2 separate regions of the Triticum aestivum genome follow, and region 2 is linked to region 1. A link is a contact called in public Hi-C data. All regions are on one chromosome and are shown on one strand. The core of a region is the stretch at or near the end of the contact, and the rest is flanking DNA. Distances in the headings are between cores, read along the strand shown.

Region 1 (7,966 bases), core at 2,801-5,300:
CACATTGTTTAATGTTTTCGCATTCAGGATCTGCAACATCTTCATAGAATGAATCAAGAACAGACACAGGACTGGGCTGTTCTTGCTTGTCATGGCTTAGCTCGGGGGAACAATCTGAGATAAATTTGGCCGATGCTCTTGGTTCAGGTGTTCCTGGTTCTTGCTGCTCCAATTCAACAATGCTCTCAGGATAGCTCAACAAGATTTTAACAGGTTCTTTTCCTTGCTCTGCTTCCTCTATCATATCCTATAAATGAAACATGCGACGTTAACATAAATAATATCGCAACAAAAACATGAGACAATGCTATGTTTTTTTTGGAGAGCTTACTGGCTGCGGGCTATCTCTGCATAGTTCTGCTGAGATGGATTGTGTGTTGCAGATTGTTTCAGAACAATCTATTTTTCCAATTTCTTCCATACATATGGTGTCTACCACATCAGTAACATCTCCTTGTCCTGCACAAGATTCTAGAGTTATTTCTGTTTGATGATAAAAAATATGTACCACTCAATTCAACCTGATGATTCATGCAACTATAGAAGGTTACCTTCTTGTGGTTCTTCTTTCATGCTACATTTGTCCTGAACAACCACCTGATCATCAACTGCTATACTAGGACAATGTGCAGTGTTGCTCAGTGAGTCGTCCCATGATTGACTGCTCTCTTGTGTAGTTTCTTCACTGTCAACCATGGGTACAAGGCAAGAATCCGTCTCTTCAGGTGAGAGATCAGTGTGGCATTTTCCACTACGGCTATTCCTAGGAGATGACACATCGCAGTGAGGGAGCGAAAGCATTCCTTCCAAGGATTTTGAGACCTGGGCTGTTGGATAGTTGCCGGACTTATTGTTATCCTTTAGCATATCTGTTAAATGCTTCTTGGCCTCCTTGTAGAAGATAGAATCATCTTGTGGCACTGCTATATGACCACTAATTTCAGTCTCGCCGCCATTTTGTTGCTTTTGCTTGCTGCTGGTTGAAGGTCTGGCGATGTCGTTCTTAAAATTTGATGCAGATTTGTCTGCCAAGCTCCCTTGTGTGTGATACCCAGAACTCTTCTTCGTTGCAATCATGGAATGCCAACGTGAAACTCTTTGAAGGTCGTCTGCAGGTGCTGCATTTCTTTCTCTTCTTGTCTCACCAGTCACAATTCTGAATCTCCTCCTGACTTCTTTGATTGAAAATTTTGAGGTTTCCCTCCCACTGTACTCTGGAGTTTGAGAGGTACTAGGTTGCTGATGTAAATATCTTGCACTGCTTGTCACTGTCTGATCAATTCCTTTTCCTGGATTTGGCTTCAGAATAACTATTTTGCTAACAGGCTGAGATCCATTAATTCCTTCTGGTAGCATCTGCTTTATTTTCGACTTGTCTTTCCTCCAGAAGAACATATGTTTGCTCTCCTTAGCCTGTGCCGGTGCAGACAAGTCATGATTTGAGCCTCTTGTCTCTTCAAGGGAATTAGTTTCTCCAAGATTTTTATTGGGCTCTAACTTGGTTGTCAATCTACTGTTTTGGTGGTTTCTGATATTGTCCAACATATGTGAATTAGGCTTCTGAAGCACCTTCAGGAAAAGTTCCTTGTTTGAACCCAGTATCTCCAGAGCATCCTTGAATTCCTTGGACTGAACAGTCCTGCTGCTAGAAATGCCATTACCAGCCAGTAGCTTTTCTCCCTTGCTCTCTTGAGGTTGCTCACAATCAATATTGGATTGAAGATTGCTTAAGTCATTAAGCTTCTTATGGATTAGGGACTTCAATGAAGGACACAATTCACTATTACTCTTGCAATCATCATGTGGACATTCATTGTGGCACCTATAAATCTCACCTAAGAAGCTTGCCAAGACAGATTCGAGATCATATTCAGCGTGGTTCAAGCTCTTAGAACCCTCAGAATCCACTGACCCAGATAAACGAGACACGGAGATATCCGTGCCGTGATTTAAAGTTCCTGTTGTGTTATTTGTATGCTCTGAATTTCCATCAAGAGATAGGTCATTTCCCAGATCAGCTAATCTTCTCTGAACCTCGTTGTTTGGAACTGTCCTCAAAAGATTCACACGCCCCAATTCTTCCTCCATAAGTTTTTTGACGGTTGGTTGCTGCAAAGGGCCGTTTTCTATGTTCTGAAAAACAGAGAAAGTAAAACAGAACTGTTTTAGGAAAACCGATGTTTCTGTATGGATCCATGATACTCGCAGATTTGAAAAATTATGGTTTCATTTACACACAGCAGTCAATGAAATGGTTTCATTTACACACAGTAGTCAATGAACTATGAAAGTGAATTTACTCCTGGGACCTTAATTTTCTTAGTTTGTTTAACTTACATCATCTTTTTCGATTTCCTCAAAATCCCTAGGCCTCTTCCCTGAGTCCCTTCCGTCTGAAAAAGAAATATAGTGTCCATCATAAGAATATTGTGCAATAACATTACAAGTCAAGAGAAAATTCAAGATGCACATTCCTTTGCTGAACTATCTTAACATTCATCATTTACTAGTTCTGGATTGGGCATCAGAAGCAGTGACCGATCTTATTAAACTCAACCTAAAAGTAGCGCAGGGAATGACACGACTCATCCAGCCACACAGGTTGCACTTCTAAACTGTAAATATAATTCTGCGAAACAAGCCAGTGAAAGCAACCAAGCAAAATCACCTCTTTCGATTTTCTTATAACACTACGCAAACTCGTTGTGTGGTTTTCGTGTGAAACTAGTAACCTTACTGGACAGGTGACAGCATCTGAAATTCAAAAGCAACTTGAACCATCTGAATTTGGTAGCAGCAATGAGCCTATGATGCGTAAAAGAGATGATTTTATTTTGACCTGTGATCTCCCGGAGCTTATGCCTCCCGCCCGCCTGCTTCGCGTCCATCAGGAATCTGGGGTCGCGGCGGAAATAGACCATGCGCATTAGGCCCCAGACGCAGCCGACATTGGTGTCGTCCTGCGCCGCGGACCGCCTGTTGCTTCGCCTCCCCATTTCAGAACAATCTGCTGTTTCTTGTCTCTTGTACTGTTTTGTACAGTTAATAATCTCTTGGATCACTGCACGTAGATCAACACAAGTTAGCAGCCGGATTTTGAATTGCGAAGGAATGATATCTCTCTGAACTCTGAAGACAAGATGGGTAGAACTGAGACTGTTCGGCCGCAGAAACAGGGGAGATTGGCAGATATCTGATGAACCCAATAATCAATCAAACTAGTACAGTAAATCTTAATGAAGCAAATGGAAGTTTCTGATAAAAAAAACTTTGCTGAACAAATCCAGCTAATTATCAGCTATACTCAACAACTATATCTGACAAGCTCACATCTTGTTGCAAGCATGAGAACTCACCAGACTGTCAATTGGTTAAAACAAGAGGGGAAATGAACCCAAACAGCCAAAACAAATCCCCACCAACAGAAAACACCGCAGATCCCAACTAACGAACACACCCACCCATCCACCCATCCATCCAAGAGAGATCACGGGGAACCTACCTACCTGACGAATGAATCACAGATCACGACCGGGGGGAAGCCTCAGCAGCCGGCCGCTTTCCCCTCTCTCTCCGGCCTCTTCTCTCCAGTCTCCTCCCACATAGAAACAGCCACCTGGAGAATCGATCCTCACAGCGTCGCCTGGGTCTGGGTCTGGGTCGGCCCTGCGCTGTCGCCCATCCTTCGGCTTTGGGCGGGCGGGGAAGAAAGGAATCGGTGGGCGTGGGCTGCTTTGCTCTTGTTTTCTTCTCTTTTCTTTTCTTTTCCGTGGAGCGGGAATCAGCTCGCCCAACCCAAGCTACCCCTACCCGGGTCAGCGTCGGCTCCGCTTTGGTTGCTTCCTTGGTGGAAAGGAAAGGAATGGAGTGGAACGGGACGGTGTGGATGGAATGGAACGGAGGGAGCGCACCGGGCGGGGGGCGGGGCTACGGCACGGTAGCAGGCCGCCCACCACATGCCACTTTCGGCGAGTGCGCCAGCATTTTCTCGCTCGCGCGGAGAAAAAGCGGAGTGGAGGTAGGCGACGCCCGCAAGCAAGCAAGCTGGAGGCGCTCTGATCTGGTACCTTTGTCTCTGCACTGCACTAGTAGTATTATTTGAGCATTAGCACTAGTATATGAGGTAGAGTATTGGACAGAGTGGTCTTAAAAAAGAGGGGATTATACAGGCTGCATTAACCAAGAAGGCGATGATTATCGGAGGCGGAGGGGGTTTCGACCTGGAAATCTCATTCCGAAATACAAACGGGGTAAACATGTGCTTGCAACCCAACCCAACCACACGCGTGAGGGATACCGTCATGGTTATCGGATAACGATGCCGACGGTGATGGTTTGTTACCTATCAGCTGTCTCAGGCCGCCGGCTTTTATATTCCCCGGAAAGAAAAGAGGTGCTGCCCCACTCAAATCCTCATCAACAGTTGTGGTCTGTAGTTGTAGTTTATATGCAGACAATTAAAACACTGTTTCTTTGTTTTGCCGCCACTATTAGCAATCAATCAAACTGCTAGTCGGTCATGTGGTGTGCTTCACTTTAGCCATCTTATTACAATAATGTGTTTGAAGAATTTCTTTTGGAGCGTACGAGCTACAGGAATTGCCTCCGGAGTAGTATCTAGACAAAATTCATTTTGAATAATACCGTTTTGGCATGTTCAAATCTTCAGTTGGTGGCGTTATATGGTGAGGCGGGATTTTATCAAGGTTTAGGGTTGTACGGAACATGTTTGGTTTGATGTGATTCCATCGATTTTTTTAAGGGATGTTTGTTTGGTTTGTATGACTGGAAATCGTAGGACATACTCCTATGGTGCATTCTGCATGCAGTTTCGAAAAGAATAAAATCTATTGAGGTGAACCCCATGAATTTTCTATGATAATTATACCATGCACCTAAAGATGTATCAAAATTCCTGCATTTTTCTACAATGCAACCAAACGGTTTCTTTTATTAATTCTTGTGTTTTCGATTCCGGTAGGTTTCAATATCTCATGCTATTCCAAACATGCTTCAGATGTTCAAATCTTCAGTTGGTGACGTTATATGGTGAGGCAAGATTTGATCGGGGTTTAGGGTCGTATGGAACATGTTTTCTTTTTTGCGGGGTAAAACAGAGTTTTATTCCATCGGGGTTTAGGGTCGTATGGAACATGTTTTCTTTTTTGCGGGGTAAAACAGAGTTTTATTCCGTGGTAATAGGGTTACAATCTGCTAAAACAAGATTCTGAATAAAGGGGGGGGGGGGGGCTCGCTGTAACCAACAAGCGGTACTGCGAGCTGTGCGAGCATGATTAGCTAGATAGTGAGAAACCCTATTTTGAGAACAGCCTATCTTAACCGGAACAAACTCCCGCTCCAACATAAGCATCTTTATATCTTCCATCAAGTGACCATAAGGCAATTTGGCGAGGGAAAATTTTGACAGTGAAGAAAGAGCTCCCGCGGAGTCGGATTGCACCAAAATAGGGAGAGTAGATCGTTCAATGGCCAATGACATCCCTTCCCGTATAGCTATAATCTCCGCCTCGAGTGCATCATTGCAAAAGAAAAGAAAGTGACAAGCTGCAAAAATAACCTCCCCCAAGTTGTTATGGAACATGTTTGGTTCGATGAGATTCCATTGATTTTTTTTTAAGGAATGTTTGTTTGGTTTGTAGGATTGTAAATCGTAGGAAATACTCCTATGGTCCATTTTGCATGCAATTTTGAAGAAGAAAAATATTGAGGGTGAAACTCATGAATTTTTCTATGACAATTATACCATGCACCTAACGATGTATCAAAGTTCCTGCATTTTTCTACAATGCAACCAAGCGGTCTGTATTATGAATTCTTGTGTTTTCAATTCATGTAGGTTTCAACATCTCATGCTATTCCAAACATGCTTCCGGAATCATGTGAACCAGCTAGACCCATAAGAGAGAGGATTTAAGAACGCTCTTCAGAGGCGTTTTTTTTTGTGCAAAACTCTTCAGAGGCGTTTCAACTGGTAAGATGCTTAAGGGCATACAAATGTTCTGCATTGTCAGTCAAGGAGTTCCGACAATATTAGCTTCGCGAGTGGGGCCGCAATATATGGCGACTTCGGTTTGCTGTTGCTCCTTGAGTATCGGTTCTAGAGTCTGGTGCGAAAACTCTAGACCTAATTTTGATTGGTTATTTTGTTTTCTTGTTGAAGGTATTGCCTCGAAAACGTATCGAACTTGCTTTACGTGGGCAAAATCCATGACGAAGGTAGGATGTCGCGACGATGATGCTCACTTGCCTTTCTTTTCATGGAGGCGTAGCTTTGGAGAACCTTCCGCCAACAAGGATGATTGATGTTGGGGTTTTGCTATTGTGTCTTGTTGATTGCTCCAGCATACATGTGGTCATGCCATTTTGTTTTTCTTGTTTTTTTTTGTGATTGTTGGTCGTCTACATCCTCGATATCGCAAATACTAGTTATGTTTTCATATCAACTTGATCTTAGTCTATTGTCCATAATTTACATGTAAAATAGAAGAACAACACACCCAGTTAAGCTTGGAAGGCTAGAATTACTGGACCATAGCCTTGGAAATAGTCCCTTTGTTCACAAATATAAGATGTTCTACCCACAAACAATAAAATAAAATATAAAATGTCCTAACAAAATTAAATCAAATGTATATGCATTTGTTCACTTATTTCAGTCTGCATATACTCCATTTTAAAATATCCAAAACATCTTATATTTATGAACAACTCAAGGCCAGTTGATCTATCACACAGGGCAGCTGATTGTCCTTTGTAGAACAGAAATAAAAAAACAGCGCTCATTTCCCAAGAACCAAGATGCGGCTTGTTATTCTACTGGCACTAGCTAGAGACAAGGGGTAGTGGTTGAGATGGGATCTATCCGGGTGGGCCTGGCAAGCAGTGAGCTTTACACCTGCAGTCTGATTCAGAAAGGAGCCAGGCCCAGCTGCCAGTAGCGGAGGCAGTCACAGACTCACTGTTGCAACAGGGGGGTCGTTAGGTTTAGGTCAGGGACTTGACACTTGGTTAGTTTCCCCTAATGCTACCTTGCGTTGCACGACAGCGAGTGCGGGGTGCGGAGTGCCCTAAACCCAGACGCATCCGATCTGACTCAGATGGCAACTTTTTGGCATCGCCTCGCCGTGTTTGGTTTGGTTTGCCTTGCGGCTTGCGCGATGTCATCGTCGATCCCGCGTGGTGTCTGCTTGAAGACACCCTATTTGCCATTTATTCCTCCTGTCCTGAAATGGACATATTCGTGGATGGAATGGATCTCACGGTTTTCCACTGGAATAACATGGTGTCCTCCGAACTCCGATGGAACCATCAGCTGTAAAATCGTGTGATTCTTTTTTCTTTGGCGGGTGAAAAGGGATTTTTACAAAGATCGGCGACATCACCTGGCCCTGATCCCAGCCACACCACCGTGCGGCCCTCAGTTCTATACCAAAGGTAGCTAGATAATTCCCTCAAAAAAAAAAAGGTAGCTAGATAATAACTAGTGCCAGATGGTCATCGGAAGGTTGGACTGACTAACTGATGGGGATTTATTCAGAGAAAATGTAGCCTCAGTAACTTTTTGCAGCGGCTATATAATAATGTACTGCCTTGGGAGTTTTTGGGCTTCCATTATGCAAAGCGAACGCCGGACGCGTCGATGAAATTTAGTGCGGCATTGGCCTAGGTAGGATAGGACTGTGGGAGTACTGTACTGTCCCTGTGTACGTACAGGTACAGCTGAGCCGCTTGAGATGGGATGGGATGGATATTATTCCCGATCTGTACCTACCCAAATCGGGCAACCTATTTCAGCCCTTTATTGAGTCGCTGGATCGGACTCACCTATCTCTTCTGGCTGTTTAAATTGGATCTTGGAACGCAGACGCACATACAGTACTGCTCAGTCGTCAAGTCTGGTAGGATCTTGAAACCAAAAAAAAATAGAGATAGGTGCATACTGCTC
Region 2 (7,047 bases), core at 4,200-6,699, 480 kb before region 1:
GAGGCGTGCGCGCGGGCACGGCGGGAGTGAGGGCACAAGCACAGCGACGCGTCGGGCGCGACGGCGGGCATGCGGCGCGATGGGAGCGAGGGCGTGCATGAGCAGGAGCGGTCGCGGCGGTGAGTTCACTATGCCTACTACGTATTCGAAGAAATTACGAGGACGAACAGCTGATGAAATAGGGTGAAAATGGAGTAGCAGCGTTGCGTGCAGCGAGTTTGTCCGACCCCTGTCCGGCGTTTGTTTCCCTATGTCTACCATATACGGACAAAATCTGAATAAAATGGGTATAGATTTAAGATCGTGCAATGGAGTTGGCCTAATAAACGGGGCTGCATGGGCCGGCCGGGCCTCACCGACCGGCTTGATCTGCGCCCTGCGCATCAAAAAGCAGAGCGGAATCTTAGGGGTAATATTCCATTCCATCCAGGGTCACGCACGTGAGTGTCGTGGCAGCATCGCGTCACAAGCGTTGCACACGTGTTCCATGGGTTTTCGTATCTCCATGTACATACCATATTTTGTAAGCTGGGCCGTTCTGTGGGATGGTTGTGAGGACGACCAGAGAAGTCCATGGGCTGCGTAATATTTTCAGATGAACATAGACGAGTGATGGACCAGGCCACGAACCAACATGAGTTTACCCCTAAAATAAAACCAACATGAGTTACAAAAATGCTGACAGCTGTGTTATTTGAAAATACCGAAGTGCGCACGAGCTCCACTAAAAATCTGATTTGAAATTTGAAAATGAGATTTGTTTTTTTCAGAAATCATCTAAAACTAAATCCACATGCATATATAAAAACAAAGTTTCATATTCATATATTTATCATTTTTGTGCAGCCATATATAAAAAAAGGTATATACACATCCATGTCAAAAGAAATTTTAGAATTATTTGGTTTGGCCCTTCAAATATCCGGCTCACTAGCACCTGGGATCGGAAAGTCATTTTCAAAATAAAGTAAGTTTTTCGACTACTATTTTTTCTAATTCTAGCTCTACATGAGATGAAACAAAGTGAATAGTACTACTAATTAGTAAATGTGGCAACAGCAAGAAGCACGGTGGATATCTGAGTCGCATGACACTTACAGAATACACATAGAAAATGGCCTAGGGATGGGTCCAAACCCTGCTCCTGCCAGCTGATAACCCATCTTTGCCTGCACCCTGCAGGTGCATGTGAGCAGATGACAGCCACATTTTGCAGATACAACCTCATCAAAGCCACAAGTTCGGCAGCTTAGCCTCTTCGTGCTTACAAGAAAAGTCAGACTGAGATCAAAATTCAACATGTCTACGCTAAAAGCTTGACAACTTTGAGCATATCTACTCAGGGTCCAGATTGTCTGCATGACCCTAGGATGGCGGGCTAGCACCCAAGATTTGACTGAAAAAATGGCAATCTTTTGCATTTGTGCAAGCTCCTGCCTATATGGAGCAGTAAAAAGGAAGAAAAAAACAGCAATCACCTATAACTTGAACTTGCAGCAGATGCACCAAGACACCAACAAATATACAGAAACTGAACTCTGAAACTACATATGCGCAGTTTGGTCATGATATATGTTGCCCATTATGTAGTTCAAAAGCATGCATCAAGATCAAAATTGCTGGAGGGAAGCAATGGATTATTCAGGTACATGCTAAAGGAATATTTGCTTCTACCTGTACTAATGTTAGCATGTGTGTATATGACCTTGAGGCTGCAGTCCAAAAGGAGAGCGACGTTGTACACGAGAGCAGTGGTCAAGATCCGGTGCATCTATCTTCTTGACGCCTGGAAGAAGGTATGTCCTACAAAACTTTCTTCTCTTGAGAATTGCAACAGCTGTTATGGCCTTCCTAATCCTAGCTTGCTAATACAAAAGGCTACTGCTAAAAACTACATGATGCTTGCATCTTTATGAACAACTGCGTGATGCTTCTATCCTTATGGACAAGACAGCTTCCCCTCCTGTGAAAAAAGATAAACAAGATAAAAAGTATCCCCGTTTGATCTTACAAAACAAAAAGAGCATGATCAACCCCAACGCTGAACGATGAACATGATGGCAAAAATACTGCTATACTCTTCCCATGGGTGAGAAGGGAGGGCCGTTGACCACCGGAGTTTTTGCTTTCCTCCTCTTCACTTTCTTCTTCTCTTTCCCTGTTACTGATCCGATCAACTGCTTCACTTCTTCTTTGAGGAGCATTTTCATTGAACTGGAATACAACTTGTGCTTGAATTTCTCTATACCAATGGCTGGAGAAGCTTCAGAACAGTGGAGCAAAGATATGCAGACTGAGAATGCCTGCAGCGCCGACAGTCGTGCATGGAAATCCACTGAGAAATTTCCTTTCCCGTCTACTTTCATGGAAAGGGCAGGGAGGACTTCTTGGTTACCCTGCTGCAACAGTTGGAGTACACAAATGAAATACTACACTTAGTTGAATATAATGTTAACTAGTGCATTCATCAAAAAGAAGTTTTAACTAGTGCATTGTTGTTGAAATACCACATTTAGTTGAAATGCATTCTTGTTTGCTTCAACAGTTGGATTACACAAATGAAATATAGAAGTTAGTTGAACATATTGTTAATTAGTGCATTCGCCAAAAAGAAATTTTAACAAGTGCAACTGTTAAGTGGCGCAAGTATAACTAAAACAGGGACATAGCTTCTAAGTGGGAACCAAATAACAGTGCATTTCAACCATCATATAGAGAAGTTTCTTTTGATGTGCTAATGAAGTTGTGGGGAATCATATATTGACCCAAGTTAATTACTACTCACCGTTAGTAAATGCACACAGGTGGTAATAATCAAACATGGGATGTGTCTCAACATAAAAAATATACCTTAACAAATAGCTCCATGGGATGCTTGCTTTCGTTCATCACAGAATCGACCCAATAACTATCATATGCATTTTCAAGGACAACGATTGGGCAAGACATGTCCCATCCACCACAGTCACACCTTCCCCCGCTCTTTAGACGGTTAAGCAGTGGTGATGGACTGGTCTCATCATCCCTTGGTAACCCGTGTGCTCCGCCTGCTGTAACCACTTTGACTGTACCAGGTGATGATCCAGTTTTTAATTCTTGGGACCGGGTTTTATGAAACGGCACTTGGACTACAACAGCTGCAACCTCCAAATGAGGATGAAGATCTTCTTGGGACCAAAGACAAGATACCGATGCATCTGAGTTATTCCTTGCAGTATTTTGCCGCTCCATCTGATTATTTCTCTCTAGAGACTCCCTAGAGATTGAATTCTTAACAACATTGCAGAATGGTGGTTGAGTGGAATCTGTAGACTGAACTCTATCAACGGCAGAGCTCCGTCGTGCATGAGCAATGTCATACAAAACAAACTCGCTAGTGGCTGAGTTATTTAAAATACCATCTTCTTCAACTTCAGAGTACAGATAGGATGACACATGCATCTGGCCAACAATTGGAGGCAGCCACCCATGCCTATCCTTGGAGGTCCTTGCCACCGTACTTGATCGTTTGCCGACACTATGGAAAGTGTAAATCCAATTCAGTTCGTTTCCGGATTTCCAAGTGTTAGCGTAAATGGATTCTTCTGGACCCTTGGTACAGAACTCAAAACCAAAAGCACCATTGTCAGGATCCAGTTTAAGAACAGCATGCAAATGAGTCGGCGATGAAGTAACCGTGATAGGCCGGGCTTCCCCACTCATCTGGCATTTAGGTGTGGGCGTTTGTTCAGATCTTGAGATACCACTCAACAAAGATTTGCGCAGTGCACTATCTTTTCCTCTAACTGGTGGATTACCACATTTTGCATCTTCCATTTCCATGAGGGAGGGATTCCTCATAGATTTGGACTTCATGAAAGGATCCAAAATTTTCTTAAATGCACTAGATCGAGCTTTTTTCTTGCCATCAACACCATGAACACTTTCTGATGGACATGTAGCATCAAAAACACCCACCTTAGCTGACAAGGACTTGGGGAGATTACTCACCGAATCTATTCTGGCATGGTTACTCCTATCAGGATGAAGGCCAACAGGAGGTTGGCCATTTGACATTGTACCTTTGCTACTGCTGCTTTCTAGCAAATGAGGAGCAGCATTCGCGGCGGGACACATGGCATTGTCTTCTTCGAGCGATAACCCCGGGAAACTCTCTTTTACATCATCTTTTAACAAATTGCAGTCCTTGCGTGGCCTTCCAAGCCTCAAGTTGTCACTAGGAACCTCACGCGATGAAATATCCAGAAACTCCCTGGCATCTTGATTAAATCCACGAGTTATGTTCATAGAAGACCTTGACTTGCATGAACCGCTCCGTTGCGGAACCAAGTAAGATCCACTTGTGCTAGGCTGAGAGGAAGAATCGACAGTCCCAAATGACATAAACGCATCTCTTTCATATATAGAGTCTAATTTCCTCCTCCCCTCTTGGAGTTTCCTTAGTCTGCTGACATCACTGGAGCTCTGGTACATAGAACCACGACTATGCATGATGCTATCTTCTGGGTTTTCCTCACGGCGTCTTGAAGGCAGACTCTTGCAATGAAAATTTGGGAAGCGGTTGAGGCGCATTTCGCCCGAGTTTCCATCCGAGCATTTGAGTTGTGCTGCCCTGCTAGGACTCTCTGTTTCCTCGTCAATCGGTTCCATGGTCTCCTTAGCTACACTGGGCCGAGAACGGTTCCCCATTTAGGAAACCTGCATTGAAACCATAATACATTGCTCGAATGAGAACAGAGAAAAGAGGACAGTGGCATCAGCCCTAATCCAAGAGAAAACATAGAGTACAACATAACCATTATATGTATCAAGTTCGACAGCGGAGAAACATTTACGTGCTTGAAACTCTACCCATCCTATGCATCAAATCCGTCCAAGAAAGAAAACAATACATCCTATCCACTTCCAGAAGAACAAGTAGTTTCCATTCATTCACATACAACCTCAATCCCTAAGTTCCAATAGGAACATGACAACACTAAGAAAGCAAAAAAATCTAAATCTACTCTCGGATCACACAGTTCATTGTCATTGAATCAGCTAAACCATTCGAAGAAAGGATGAACCCTCGCAGATGGGAATCGAATCCCACCACGAGGTCAGCAGAAAAGGAACCCCTCTCCTCCCATCTGCCGCACTTCTTGAAGAAACGCATCGGCAAACCTGCTCGCCATTAGTTCCTCCTAAAAAGTCCAACCTTGCGGCCAAGTCCCGCCGCCCAAATCTACAGCCAGCCGCCGCCGCGCCCGCAAGCGTCGCAGAGGACCGCCGTATGAATCAAGCAGAAAGGGATCGAGAAATGCCATTACTCACCTTGGAGCGGAGCCGACGGGGAGCAGACCGGCGCGGCAGAAGAGGCAGTGGACTTTACTGGTTCGTCAGTCCTCGCGCATCTGTCTCGTGTGAGTGAGGGAAATATTCTTGGCGGCTCACGAAAATGAAATGGAGATTCCCAAATCCTATTTTGCGCCTTCGCGGCTAGGGACGACTGTGAAATAGATAGAGTTAGGGGGAGCTAGAGTGTAAAGAGCAATCCGCGGCGGAGCTTCGGCCTTCTGGGCTGCTCCGCTGGGCCGGTAACACAGATCTTGTAGGCCAGTGTTAGACCGGCCCGAGGAGGTCTGTGGCGGCAAAAGGCCCATGTACCATCTCTTCTATCTACTCACTCCCCAAAATAAGTACCTCAACTTTAGTGCAACTTTGAACTAAATTTAATATAATAACATTGAGAAATTTATTTTAAGACGAAGGGAGTATATACCAATATAAATTTGCTAAAAAATACTAATATAAAATTTCTCAAGAAAAATATACCAATATAAAGAAACAAGTTACGGAGATTCAACAAATCTCATCCAATTCTTACAAAAAAAAAACAAATCTCGCCGTATCTATCCAATAGTCTACGTCGCTCCCGTGTTTAGCTTTGTTTAGCACAAAACACATTGAGCACCCTCACTAATTAATATTCTCTATTTTTATTTTAAAAAGAATAGTGTTCCTTTTCCTGCCAAGCGGAGTGCTTCGTCCAAGCAATCATCCTTTTTCCGAACATCATTCCGTACAAATAGTCTTAATTGTCGCATATTTACTTGACTTACCGATTAAACTTATCTTTTCTTTGGTAGCAAATAAGTGATTGCAAAATAAAATCATAAAATATATTTAGAGAAGTATATCGTGGGTAGAATTTGGTAAATATTTATTTAAACAATCACATTAATATGTGCAGATAAATTACGGGGTAACGTACTAAAATATGTATACCCCGACAATTATCATGTCTAATATCAACATCAACATTAACCAAATAAGTATACCCTGACTAATATTAACATTCAATTGATATAGGATGAGCTTGGCAAAAAAAATTATGCATTGAGAGTGATTCTATGGAGATTGTTCAAACTATTCAAAATCTAGAGGACTATCGGGCGTAGGAGCGGTAATTACTGATAATTGTTGAATGTTGATGAGTTCTTTCGGTAAGAAGATTTTAAATGGTTGTGTGTGAGAGATAAACAAGTGAGCTCATGCTACTGCATGCTCTAGTGTTCAGTATAATCAAACTCGTTCACATACACGAGTATACACCCACCCCTATGAATGCACGCACGCATACCCTATCTCTATGAGCACCTCATAAAGACTGAGTCGGCACATCATTTTGAGATTGACAAAATCGTCACAAACGCCTTCGTAGTCGACGGAACGTCTCCTCCCACTTAACGCGCATTGTCAGAAGGCCTGAAATAAATCAAGGAAAATACGAGCACCAATGTCAAGTTTAGGACTTGAACACTGGTGGGCTAGGGTGCCGCTATCCTCCTAACCATCTACGTTCTAGTTTTTTGGACAAGAATCAAGGGTGTGGCATGATAAAATCCACTTACTGTAAAGGCGAGTGCTAGGCGCCGGCGGACCGGCCAAAATTTGGGCTGGTCGGCACGCTAGCGTTGGATACAATCACATGTAACCGTCAGATCTAGAGAGAGAAAAAAAGAAAAATCTTAATCCTCTCGCTTAAAAGTCTGAGAAGAAAACTCG

What was found. A called contact is a pair of places that touch in the nucleus more often than the background predicts.
Region 2: a contact with region 1 is called in a Hi-C map of leaf, with 5 times the contacts expected there. The contact joins the promoter of LOC123181603 here to the promoter of LOC123181599 in region 1. A contact is called at or near these places in 2 of 5 Hi-C or Micro-C datasets (both in leaf).

Annotation. Positions count from the first base shown.
Region 1 is chr1D:300,162,948-300,170,913 of IWGSC CS RefSeq v2.1, reverse strand. It overlaps LOC123181599, which reads right to left and starts at 4,050. Exons shown (of 7, transcript XM_044593904.1): 1 at 3,503-4,050; 2 at 2,840-3,061; 3 at 2,338-2,393; 4 at 552-2,133; 5 at 332-459; 6 at 4-247. The coding sequence starts at 2,996.
Region 2 is chr1D:300,641,675-300,648,721 of IWGSC CS RefSeq v2.1, reverse strand. LOC123181603 reads right to left here and starts at 5,449. Exons shown (of 3, transcript XM_044593912.1): 1 at 5,314-5,449; 2 at 2,851-4,698; 3 at 1,802-2,396. The coding sequence starts at 4,689. The coding sequence ends at 2,073.